Regions from separate parts of the Mus musculus genome. Here all the other regions are linked to region 2. A link is a contact called in public Hi-C and promoter capture Hi-C data. All regions are on one chromosome and are shown on one strand. The core of a region is the stretch at or near the end of the contact, and the rest is flanking DNA. Distances in the headings are between cores, read along the strand shown.

Region 1 (2,700 bases), core at 135-2,634, 1.5 Mb before region 2:
AGCCTTGGCTGTCCTGGAACTCACTTTGAAGACCAGGCTGGCCTCGAACACAGAAATCCGCCTGCCTCTGCCTCCCCAGTGCTGAGATTAAAGGCGTGCGCCACCACGTCTGGCTTGAGCATTTCCTCAAATCCAAACCTGAGATCAAGGCAACTGAGAACTTGTGTGCAGTGGCTGATAGTCCTTAAAGACTTTGCTGCTTCTATTTACATTCTGACTTGTTTTGTGGAAAAAGGTCTCATTATATAGATCGGGCAAAACTCAGAGATCTGCCTGCCTGCCTCTGCTTTCTGAGTGCTAGGATTTCAGGTGGGCACTATTGTGCTTGGTTATACTTGTAACTTGACTTTGTAATTAATTACTGACTTCTTGAAACAGGAATCTGCCCATGTAACCCTGACTGTCCTGGCTCTCTATGTAGCCTATACTAGTCGACAGTATTCTTGCCTTGGCCTTTGGAAAGTTTTATTGGCTTTTCAGTTATGGTTGATGATCATTTTGCTTTGGTTTCTGGACTATTTTATTGGCGTTAATTAAAAAAAAAAGTTTTAAAACAAGGTCTCAGTATGTACTCCTGGCTGTCCTGAAACTCACTATGTAGACAAGGCTAGCTTGAACCCAGAGATCTGCCTGGGTGCTGGGAATAAAGGCGTGTAGCACCAAGGCCAGCTAGCTTTTTATTTTTACGTGGAGTCTGGGAAATGGAACTTAGGTTCTAATACTTGCAAGAGTGACTGAGCCCTTACATTTTGTTGTTGTTGTGTGTGCGCGTGTGAATGTGAGCACATGTATGCACCCACACGATACATGTGTGCAGGTCAGAGGACAACATTCAGGACTATGTAGGTTCCGAGGATCTACTGCAGGTCTTCTGGGTCCTAGGGTTCGAACTCAGTCGTCAGGGTTGATGGCAGTAGCCTTTGTTTGTATTTTACAGGCAGAGTCTCCACCTTGCTGTAATTCTCCTGCCTCAGACTTCTGAAGGGTAGGCATAGAGGTAGAAGGTACCTTGCCCGACCTGTCAGCACTTTCCGGTTTTGCAGGTGGTCCGGCGGGACTCCCCAGAGGTCTTGGGTTTTGAGGGGGGGGGCGAGTGCTCAGGTGACGTCGGCGTTTGGGTGACGTCAACACACACACACTGGCGTGAGAGCACGGAAGCAGGACTGCGAGCTGCGCACACCTGCCAGAGATCTTTACCGGTGTTTCCACGGTCGCCCTGTCTCCGCAGGGGGTTGGCCTGCCGGGGGCGGGGCTAAAGCGAGGACTAGCCAATTGGATCTCCCGATAGACCGCCCGCCCACTACCGCGGATCTAGCGCATGCGCACGGCCCCGCGGCCAACCTCTCCCGCGGGGGGCGGTGCTGACGCTCGCGCCGACGCGCCGGACGTCGGGCACGTTGACGCCGGCGACGCGCCGGGCCCGGTTCTCTGCGCTCGCTAGTGTCCCGCGGCGGCGGGCCGGCCTTCGTGACGAGCGGGGCGGCGGGCCCGGGGGCCGGGCGAGGACGCAGCCGCGGGGCTGCGTGGGTCGGCCCGCAGCCGGCCGCCGCCCGAAGGCCGCTTCATAGCCCCGGAGCCGCGCCCGCCGGCCAAGGTGAGGGCGGGTGGAGCGGGCCGCGCTGGGTGGCGGGCCAGGGTCGGTGGGGCCGGGTCGGCAGGGTCAGTGTGCGGGGGTCAGCAGAGCCAGCAGAGTTGCGGCTAGCCTGGCAAAACGGGTTGATAGCAGTTAGGTCCGAGTTCGCTTAGACTGGCCAGAGTAAGTGAGGTTGGGGGCAGTGAGGCTGTGGGGTCAGCTGAGCCAGGCCGGGGCAGCGGGTGCTGCTCAGATGCACCTGCAGCGCCTTCTGCTTCATCCTCCACCCTGTGCCCTGACAGCATGCAATCTCTAGTTCCATCTCACCTTTTCCTCCTCCTCCTCCTTTTTTTTTTTTTTTTAACCTAGCCCTGTTGTCCCGACTTCCTAGATTCCCAGTGTGGGTATATTTTCTCTTTCTGTTCTTTTCCCCTGTCTTTGACTGTGAACTTATGTAAGTTGGGTTGGCTGACCAACCGTTACACAGCAGCAGGCCTTTGCTAAACACTTCTGTCCAGACTTTAAAAAGCCAATCCAGTTGCTTTTTCCGCTGATCACCAAATATCCAGCCCCACAAGTCAGGGTGCCTGCTAGTCCTTCCCAGGAGCTGACTGCACACATTCCTGGAGGATGCTTGGGTCCATAGTGCTGGTGTTTTGTCAGTTTCCAGTCTTCTTCTGTGGTTGAGGGACTGTTTGGAATCTCTCTTCCTGAGGAAACTGTCTTCAGCTGTTAAATGTGGATTTTAAACAGACCCCCACTGGTTGGAGGTGAGCATCCCAGCTCCTCTTGCTCCCAGGACTGTCTCCCCCAATCTGCTCATTATATTGACCTGTGCATGCTACTTCCCAGAGTGTGTGCATCCAGAGTGGATGATCGTCACGGATAGCTCTGGGGCTGTCAGCCTTTTTCTCATTAGCCACAGGTGGTGCTCAGAAAGCTGCAGGTTTGTGGAAACTCTTGTTCTGCACCTACTGATTGTGGTCTGTACCGTTCCTTTTTCAAGATGATGTGCGAGGTGATGCCGACCATTAGTGAAGCAGAAGGCCCTCCAGGAGGAGGTGGGAGCCATGGGTCAGGCTCCCCTTCACAGCCAGATGCTGATTCGCATTTTGAGCAGCTCATGG
Region 2 (2,715 bases), core at 147-2,646:
CCGTCTGAGGTCTGGGAGCCGGGGTCGTCTGGCAGCACATGGAACTTACCGCAGCCATGAGGCCATGGGCCTCCCTCACAGTGGCTATGGTGCTCAGAGCAGCTCCCAGGCTCAGGAGCCCCGCTAGGCTGATCCCCACATAGAAGGCTGTGGGAAGAGAAAGACAGAGGGTATGGAATCTAGCCTGGGGACTGGGCATAGAGGTTGGATCTGAAATCTATCTACTTTGGGAGTCACAGAGCTAGAACTGACCTTCGGGGAGGTCCCAAAAGGCACATATCTCTGGCTCAAAAGAAGGAATGTCCATAGCCCAATAGCCTGTCCTCCTGAGGCTGAGAAGGAAGGGGGAAGAGAAGGTAGCTAAGAGACAGTACTCTTTCCCCCATTCCTCCTGTCCTCCCTGCCTCACAGACTATCTTTAAGGACATCCCCATACTCTAGTGACAGGTGACAGTGTAGGCTGTACCTTATCAGTGCAGGCCCAGGCCCCAGGCTTCCTGCCTAAGGGAGGCCTAGTGCCTTGGAAGGCAGGGACTGGGGCTACCCATCCCCCATTCAGGGGCCTCAGTTTTCCACTTTTTCCTACTGGGTGGTGACCTTCCTAGATTCCTTGCATTCCTCTTATTAAAGTGGCCTTGTTCTTGTGGAAGTGAGGCACCCTGGCAGGTTGGGTCCTAGCTGCACATTTTCTGCCCTCTGTATATGGTATTCCCTGCCAAGCCCCACAGGCCCACCTGAGTGGGCCCCAGGAGATCCCTGCCCTGAACACATAGATCTGGGCCCTGCCACAGCTTCACCACTGCTATGGGGCAGGCGAATCAAGGCAGGAGTGCCTGCTGTCGCCTAAACCTCCCCACCTTTGTTAGTCCAACCCAGACACTGGGGCTGCCTCTCCCTACTCCTGACCTCTGGTTTTTGGCCAAAGCCAGCTCCTCTGGGCAGCCTAGGGCTGGGGAGTAAGGTCTGTTCCTCCCAGATGTGTTTGGCCCTGGAGCCCTCTCACTTCCACTCCACAGCCATTTCTGGTCTCACTTACCCCAATAGCGCAGTGTTTCATAGGGGTTCCTCTCCAACGATGCATGGCCAATCACAGTAAAGTGGTCTCCAAAGTGAATGACAACCACCATGGTGGCCATAGAGAGGCCCAGCAGCTGAGGGTGAAGTGGGCTCACTGTCAGCGCTGGGGAGTTGCAGAGGCCCCTCACCCTGACAGAATATAGGGTCTGGGCTTCTTAGGCCCCCAGCCTGGCTCCCTCCAGCTTCCTTGGTGCACAGGAACAAGGCAGCTACAGGAGGCCTACATATTTCTGTGGGCAGGCACTCACAGATAGTGTACTACACACAGAGATAAGTAGAAAACACACTAGCCAGTGCCCCATGGTGCTCAGCTCCTCTCCTCTCCTCTCCTCTCCCCTCCCTTCACTTCCTCTCTCCTCCCTTCCTCTTTACTCTCCTCCCTTCTGTGGTTCACCAGTGAGTGGGGACCTCAGACCACAGCAGACACAGTAGGTATCGCTGTGTCCTCCCATCTGAAGACCCAGGAGCTCATATCAAACTGTCTGCAGAGACTCGTCTGCAGTCCCTGACCTGGCAGTCCCAGTCTCTGGGTCCCAAGCAGCACCCCTTCCGGGTAGTCCTTGCACACTCTTAAGTCACCAGCCAACCTAGGTTTTCCCAGGCTCTTCACTGACCCTTGCCTACAAGGACATCAGGTACAGATGTTCACAGTCCTCTAAAGGTGGCCACCAGGGACCCAGAACCAGTCTGAGGGACTGTGGTGTGGCAGGAGGGAAGACCACAGTGCTGGAAGCCCGGGCATGGTGAACTATTTCCTCTCCTGCCTGCCCACCCATCCACTCCTGCCCCACATGCATGTTACCAAGACTAGGAAGTTGGTGATCAGTATCTGGCATTTGGCAATCTTGATTCGATTCCAGTGCCCCATGGTGCTCAGCTCCTCTCCTCTCTGCCCTCGTCTCCTCTCCTCTCTTCTCCCCTCCCTTCACCTCCCCTCTCCTCCCTTCCTCTTTACTCTCCTCCCTTCTGTGGTTCCCCAGTGGGTGGGGACCTCAGACCACAGCAGACACAGTAGGTATCATTGTGTCCTCCTATCTGTCAGCAACCCTTGTAACCTAGTGGCTGTGTTGGGGGAAGGAAGAAGGGCAGGCCGGAAGGGGGGCAGTTTCTATACCAGCTGTTGCTCTGGCCTGGCCCAAGATAACTGGATTTTTGTAGGCATGAGGCCTCCCTTTGGGTAGGCTGGGCTACACTGCAGCATGGGGAGGGGTGGAGTCTTGAGGGGAGCAGAAAGAGAAGGACCTATGGTTATAAGGCATGGCATTGGTTGTAAGGGTGTACTAACCTGTAACTGTCCAGCTACGTAAAAACCTTTAGTGTTTGGTTAGACCTCATGTCCCAAAGTCCTCCTGGGACTAATCCCCAAACAGGACTTCTGCAAGTGGCAAATGTGTCTCATGACCGACCTGATGGCATTAACCAATTCATAACTGGCACAGAGGGGAAGGGTGTGATAGAGTCAAATCTCAGGAAATGTCCAGGGGTTGGGCAAACAGGCATAGGCGTTTCAAGATGGAGGAAGTCTGTTTGTATTGACCTTCGGTGAACTAGCCATATTTGATTGAAAAACAAAAGCAGAGCATGCTTCCCACAGCCAGCACCTGGGAGGCTGAGGCAGGAAGGTATTAGCAAGTCAGA
Region 3 (2,758 bases), core at 200-2,699, 1.6 Mb before region 2:
AGAGAGAGAGAGAGAGAGAGAGAGAGAGAGAGAGACTGTAGTGCCCAGCAGAGACCAGCAGAGGGCCCCTGATTCCCCTGTCTGTAGTTACAGACAGTTGTAAGCAGTCCTGCATAGTTGTTTGCAACCAGACCCAGATCCTCTGGAAGAGTAACAAACGCTCTTAACCTCGAGCCACCTTTCCAGCCCCATTTGTCATTCTATACAGCCTCAGCTGTCTGTCTGGGCTACAGCGTGAGACCCTGTCTCAAAAATCAACCAAAGCACTGAACTTTAAATGGGTGAATTATAAGTCAATCTAAAAAAATATAAGTCAACCCTGCTGGGTATGCTGTGCATAACTGCGCCCCACTAACCTGGAGCTCAGCCATTCAGCTAGAGTGCCTGGCCACTGAGCACCAGGAATCCATCTGTCTCTGCCAAAGTTGGGGTTTCAGATGGGCACCTCCTTGTTCGTCTTTTTATGTGGACACCAGGATCTGAGCATGGGTCCTCAAGCTTGGGCAACAGGCACTTTTTAACTCATGAGCAGTACTTGGGTGTGGCTGTGGAATCAGTGTATTGTTAACGAAAGCTCAAAGCAGGGCAGTTAGTGTCTCTACAACCTCCGGCACACATCAACTTTTTCTGATGACAATATTCCAAATCCTCTCTTCTACTCATTTTAATATACATATTATTGGCCTGGGGGAATGGATTGGCGGTTAAGAGCACTGTGTTGCTCTCACGGAGAACCTGGATCCACACAAGAGTTCACATCCAAACGGAACTCTAGTCCTAGGGGTATCCATGCCCTTTCCTGTCCTCCGTGGGCACTTGAAGACCTGTAGGAGCACTAAACCACCTACAAATGCTCATACATATACCAAGGAATATTTAATGGTTTTTATATGTACGAGTATTTTGTCAGCATACCACAAGTGTGCTTGCCAGAAGAGGATGTCAAAGCCCCTGGAACTGGAATTACAGATGGTTGTAAGCCATCATGTGAGTGCTGGGAATTGAATTCGTGAAGGTCCTCTGTAAGAATTGCCAGTGCTCTTAACCCCTGAACTGTCTCTCCAGCCCATAAGTAACTCCATCCATCTCTCTCTCTCTCTCTCTCTCTCTCTCTCTCTCTCTCTCTCTCTCTCTCTCTCTTTCCTTCTTTCCGGTGATAGAACATGATCTGGCAGCCGTAGGCATCTGCAGCTGCTCTTCCAGCCCCCCCCCACACAGTAGGGCTGCGCAGCTCCTCAGAGCCCCAAGAGGATCCACGTTACACTTCTGGTGAACAAGATCTGTTCTGCCTCGGGGTGAGAAACGCGCGCGTAAGCTGAAGTCAACGCAGCTCAGCTGTCAAAGCTACTACAACAGCGGATGCCAGCCCGGGCGGAAGCGGTTACAGCCACATCCGAAGCGCATGCGTCTGATTTGGACATCCCGCGAGACGCTGGGCGGGAAAGCCTAAGGTGATTTCCTATGTGGGATCGCTGAGGGGCAGCCCGGCGTACCACTGCCATGGACCCATTCCTGGTGCTGCTGCACTCGCTGTCCGGCAGCCTGTCGGGCAACGATCTGATGGAGCTCAAGTTCTTGTGCCGCGAGCGCGTGAGCAAACGAAAGCTGGAGCGCGTGCAGAGTGGCCTGGACCTGTTCACGGTGCTGCTGGAGCAGAACGACCTGGAGCGCGGGCACACCGGGCTGCTGCGCGAGTTGCTGGCCTCGCTGCGCCGACACGATCTACTGCAGCGCCTGGACGACTTCGAGGCGGGGACGGCGACCGCTGCGCCCCCGGGGGAGGCAGGTGGGCAGGGGGCGGGGAATGGGCGGGGAGGCCTGGCCTCAGTGCACCCTCCACTGGCTCCGACTGGGATGGACTCTAGGGCACGCCCACTTTTTTCAACCGCTTGAGCCGGAAGCTGGGAGGTCTTGTTTCTTACTGGCAGTGCCAAGGTTGAACCCAAGGGTTCGTGCCACTTGCCCAACCCCAGTATTAACTCGCCTCAGACCTGCAGTGCTTCGTTGGAAAACTCAGCTAAGAAGTGAATGTGACTAAGGCATCTTAACCCCAGTGAGGGTAGCGTTGAAGAGTGGGCAGAGGTCACGTGTGCCGGCTGCTCGGCACCATTTCCGTAGTGGGAGTGCCTGTGTCCAAGACTGCCCTTCCTGGCCAAGGAAAGATTGCGCGGCGGCTGTGCTCTCTGGTCCAGAGTGCAGTGTCTGGTTATCGGCAGTTACTTCTGTTTTGCGTAGAGAGGAGGCGCTATGCCTCCCCATAACGCACAGTGGATAGCAGCCACAGCTGAGCAACACCAGGCTGGCCTTGGGATGTAGATACAGATTAAGCATATATTAGACACTTGATCACTTGTGACAAATACTCGAGAAGCCATTTAAAGGGGCAAAGGTTTATTTAGTTCCTGGTTGGTTGTCACCGTTGCTCTTTGTCTACAGTGACACAGAACATCAAAGCAGCTGGAGGGCCTGTGGAGTAAAGCTTCCCACTGCCGGTGTGTGCAAGATCCACACGAAAATGGATTGTGTATTCACATCTCCAAGGCATTCCAATGTTTGTTATTGTTACAGGAATCCAGTAAAGGGTCTTCAGCCACTGCCCAGGGCTCCCTACAGAGATTACACCTTGCCTGTGTCTAAGCAGGGGCTCCAGAGTAGCACAGAGACAGATCTTTTGTGGTGTCTGGTCAAACCAGCAAAGGTCACAGTGTAAGATGTAGCTTTGGGGACTTTGGCCAACCCACTATTGAGCGGGGTGTTA
Region 4 (2,700 bases), core at 131-2,630, 1.5 Mb after region 2:
TAGTGGACTTTGCCAAGTCTTTAGCTCAAAGACCTCTTACATCAGTCAGATCCAAATGCCTTCGCTGGTTTAAAAGAATGATGGTCTCTTTAGTATTGCTTGGACTGAACAATTCTCAGGACATCCACCTCTCCAGAGTTCTGCCCACTTGGAATCACTGTTCTGGGCATTTGTTCCTAGTAGGGTGCTGAGCTGGATGCCAGGAAAGCAGATGGTGATGCACAGCATGCCTTAGCATACACACCCAGCCCCGCCCCTGTAGAAAGGCTTGGGGGACAGCTGGCAGAAAATATGGGGAAGAGAAAGGAGGAAACGTGATTCGGAAGGAAGAACACGAAGCTCAGCTCAGTGAGAAACCTCTGCAGCAGCAGGAATGGGGAAACAGCCGCACTGCAAATCCTGGAACAGACCATAGTGGAGTGGGCCAGAGGGTTTAACTGGGTGTGGACAGGCCAAATGTGGTTTCTGCAGGAAACTGCTGGGAACAGCAAGGGATGGGGGTGGGGACTAGTCAGCTTGATGAAAAATAAAAATGCTGGTCACGTGTGCTTTCAACCCACTCGAAGAAGTGTCTGGGCTCCTCTTGCTAAAGCTGAGATGGGGGTGGGGAGCGTGGTGTCTGCCTCTGTGGGTTCTAGCTCCTACAATTTGCAAGACCAAAAACGAGGACCAAGACAGCTCTGGGATTTAGGCAGATAGAATGTTCGCTGTGCTAGGCCATCTGGAGAAGGATGTTATATTGCCTGGAGCAGTGTCTCTACTGGAGACAGTGTAGTGGGCACTGCAAACCTATAGATAGTGACAGAAATGTGGCAACTGGGATAATGTGGAGGTTCAAAGACTTGGCGCACAGTCTGTCCTGACACATCTGGGAGACTACGGAACTGACTATGCGCATAGTGACCCACGTCCCCCATACTTGACAGGGATGGGTTCCCAAGACCCTAAAGGCCTTGGTGGTCACATAAGTGGACGTAATGTAGACTTCAGCACAGTGCTGAGGCAGCCAGCCATCAATCCCGGAGAGGGGATGTTCAACATCACCACCAACTTCTCTGGGAGGATTTCGGGATCTGACCCCACTATTCTGCTGTACGACAGGCCCTTGATCAATAGAGGGACTGGCTGCAGGAGCGGAAACAGCACCTACGGCTACGAAGTACACGTTCCGCACACTCAGCTCTGTCTTCATCCAACTGACGGTCCCGATCCACTCTCAGCCCTTCTCCAGCTCGCCGGTCGCTACGAGGCTCCACCTCTAACTCCGCCCTCCAGCCATCTCGGTCCCGCCCCATCCCAGCGTGCCGTGCGCAAGGCATCTAGGAAGCTGGCGTGGCGCAGCGGGAGCTTGTGGAGGCCAGTGGGCGGGACTTCCGGTTGATTAAATCGTCTTCCGGCCGTGCTTGATGGGTCTGGCCGGTCTCCTGACATGAAGGTGAGCCCGGCTGTGGCGGCAATGGGACTGCTTCATCTTCCGCGTCACAATGCGGGAACGTCGGGCAGCGAGGCTCTCCCCGGACAGAACGGGCAGAGTGTGAGCGGGAAGGAGAGGGCACGGATGAGAGCAATATGGGAGCTATGAATGTGAGGGCGAGGAAGTGAGTGAGGATGAGAGGGTTTGAGGGGGAGAGCGATCGTGTCAGTGTGAGAAGAAACAGATGTGAGGGTGAGTGGGAGCTCGTGCGGAATAAGCAGATGTGAGGGTGAGCTGGTGGAAGAAACAGATGTGAGGGTGAGTAGGTGTCAGAAAGCAGGTGTGTCAGCCTGAGAGTAAGGGCGTATGTGAGAGAGCGAGCGGGTGTGAGGGCCCGAATGGGTGAGGGGAGATGTGAGAACATGGACTTTATTAGGGGTGAGAAAGCGAGTGGGGATGAGTATGAGCAAGGGTGAGAGAGTGTTAGGGTGAGAGCAGGTATGGGAGAGAGTGTGACATTGTTCTTTAGTAGAAGTGTGAGCGCCAAGTGTGTGACTGTGAGGAAGCTTTCGAGCCAACAGTAATCTGAGAATATGAGCGAGCACAGGCCGTTGCATAAAATCAAGAGAGCCCGTAGCGATGGCTTTAATCCTAGCACCCGGGAGGCAAAGGCTGGCAGATGGATCTCTGTGAGTCCGAGGCCACCCTGGTCTATAGAGTGAGTTTCAGGTCAGCCAGGGCCACATAGCAAGACCCTGTCTCCAAAAAAGAGTTTGGGGGTGGGGCAAAAGAAGCCGCAGGAAGCACGTGTGAACAGCACAGTAGTGAATGTGTTAAGTTTATGTATGTGCCAGTGTAGCTGGATATGAAGAAACATGGGTGAGTGGTGTATAAAGGAGTATAAACATGAACCAGGATGTAAGATAACGAAGTCAGAGATTTCAGATATGTGAGTTAGTGTGCATAGCTTGTGGAGCCACAAATGAACGAACGATGACATGAGTGTGCAAACGAGTTAGCAAGGCCAGAGTGGCTGTCGGGCATAGAGAATGAGCTCTATGTGGAGGGCCCAGCCTCAGGTAGGAGGGTATACAGCAAGTTGTATGGGTTCCTTCAAGTTTGCTAGGTACATGAGGCCTTACCCTCAGCGCAGCCTCAAATCTTGAACACTCTGTGATGGAAAATTTCCAAAGAACTTTCCACAGATCTCTAGACTGGAGCCCAGGGAGGCCCAGAGACAGTGTGCTGGTGACAGAACTATAACTTGAGCCATCTTATCACAGTCC

The links. Promoter capture Hi-C pulls out the DNA fragments that hold promoters and counts their contacts. A called contact is a pair of places that touch in the nucleus more often than the background predicts.
Region 1: a promoter capture Hi-C map of pre-B cells shows a contact between it and region 2, with 6 times the contacts expected there. The contact joins the promoter of Ppfia1 here to the promoter of Tspan32 in region 2. A contact is called at or near these places in 2 of 39 promoter capture datasets (liver and pre-B cells) and 2 of 115 datasets of contacts at active chromatin or transcription factors (double positive thymocytes and large pre-B cells).
Region 3: a contact with region 2 is called in a promoter capture Hi-C map of pre-B cells, with 4 times the contacts expected there. The contact joins the promoter of Fadd here to the promoter of Tspan32 in region 2. A contact is called at or near these places in 1 of 39 promoter capture datasets (pre-B cells), 2 of 484 Hi-C or Micro-C datasets (B cells and CD8 T cells) and 2 of 115 datasets of contacts at active chromatin or transcription factors (acute myeloid leukemia and microglia).
Region 4: a contact with region 2 is called in a Hi-C map of B cells, with 8 read pairs. The contact joins the promoter of Chid1 here to the promoter of Tspan32 in region 2. A contact is called at or near these places in 1 of 39 promoter capture datasets (the C10 cell line) and 1 of 484 Hi-C or Micro-C datasets (B cells).

The regions. Positions count from the first base shown.
Region 1 is chr7:144,552,413-144,555,112 of GRCm38.p6, reverse strand. It overlaps Ppfia1 (protein tyrosine phosphatase, receptor type, f polypeptide (PTPRF), interacting protein (liprin), alpha 1), which reads left to right and starts at 1,384. Exons shown (of 32, transcript NM_001195086.1): 1 at 1,384-1,594; 2 at 2,580-2,700. The coding sequence starts at 2,580. It also overlaps the pseudogene Gm35626.
Region 2 is chr7:143,004,340-143,007,054 of GRCm38.p6, reverse strand. It overlaps Tspan32 (tetraspanin 32), which reads right to left and starts at 1,396. Exons shown (of 8, transcript NM_020286.3): 1 at 1,037-1,396; 2 at 50-147. The coding sequence starts at 1,136.
Region 3 is chr7:144,581,132-144,583,889 of GRCm38.p6, reverse strand. It overlaps Fadd (Fas (TNFRSF6)-associated via death domain), which reads left to right and starts at 1,449. Exons shown (of 2, transcript NM_010175.6): 1 at 1,449-1,786. The coding sequence starts at 1,501.
Region 4 is chr7:141,538,508-141,541,207 of GRCm38.p6, reverse strand. It overlaps Chid1 (chitinase domain containing 1), which reads left to right and starts at 1,380. Exons shown (of 13, transcript NM_001142681.2): 1 at 1,380-1,435.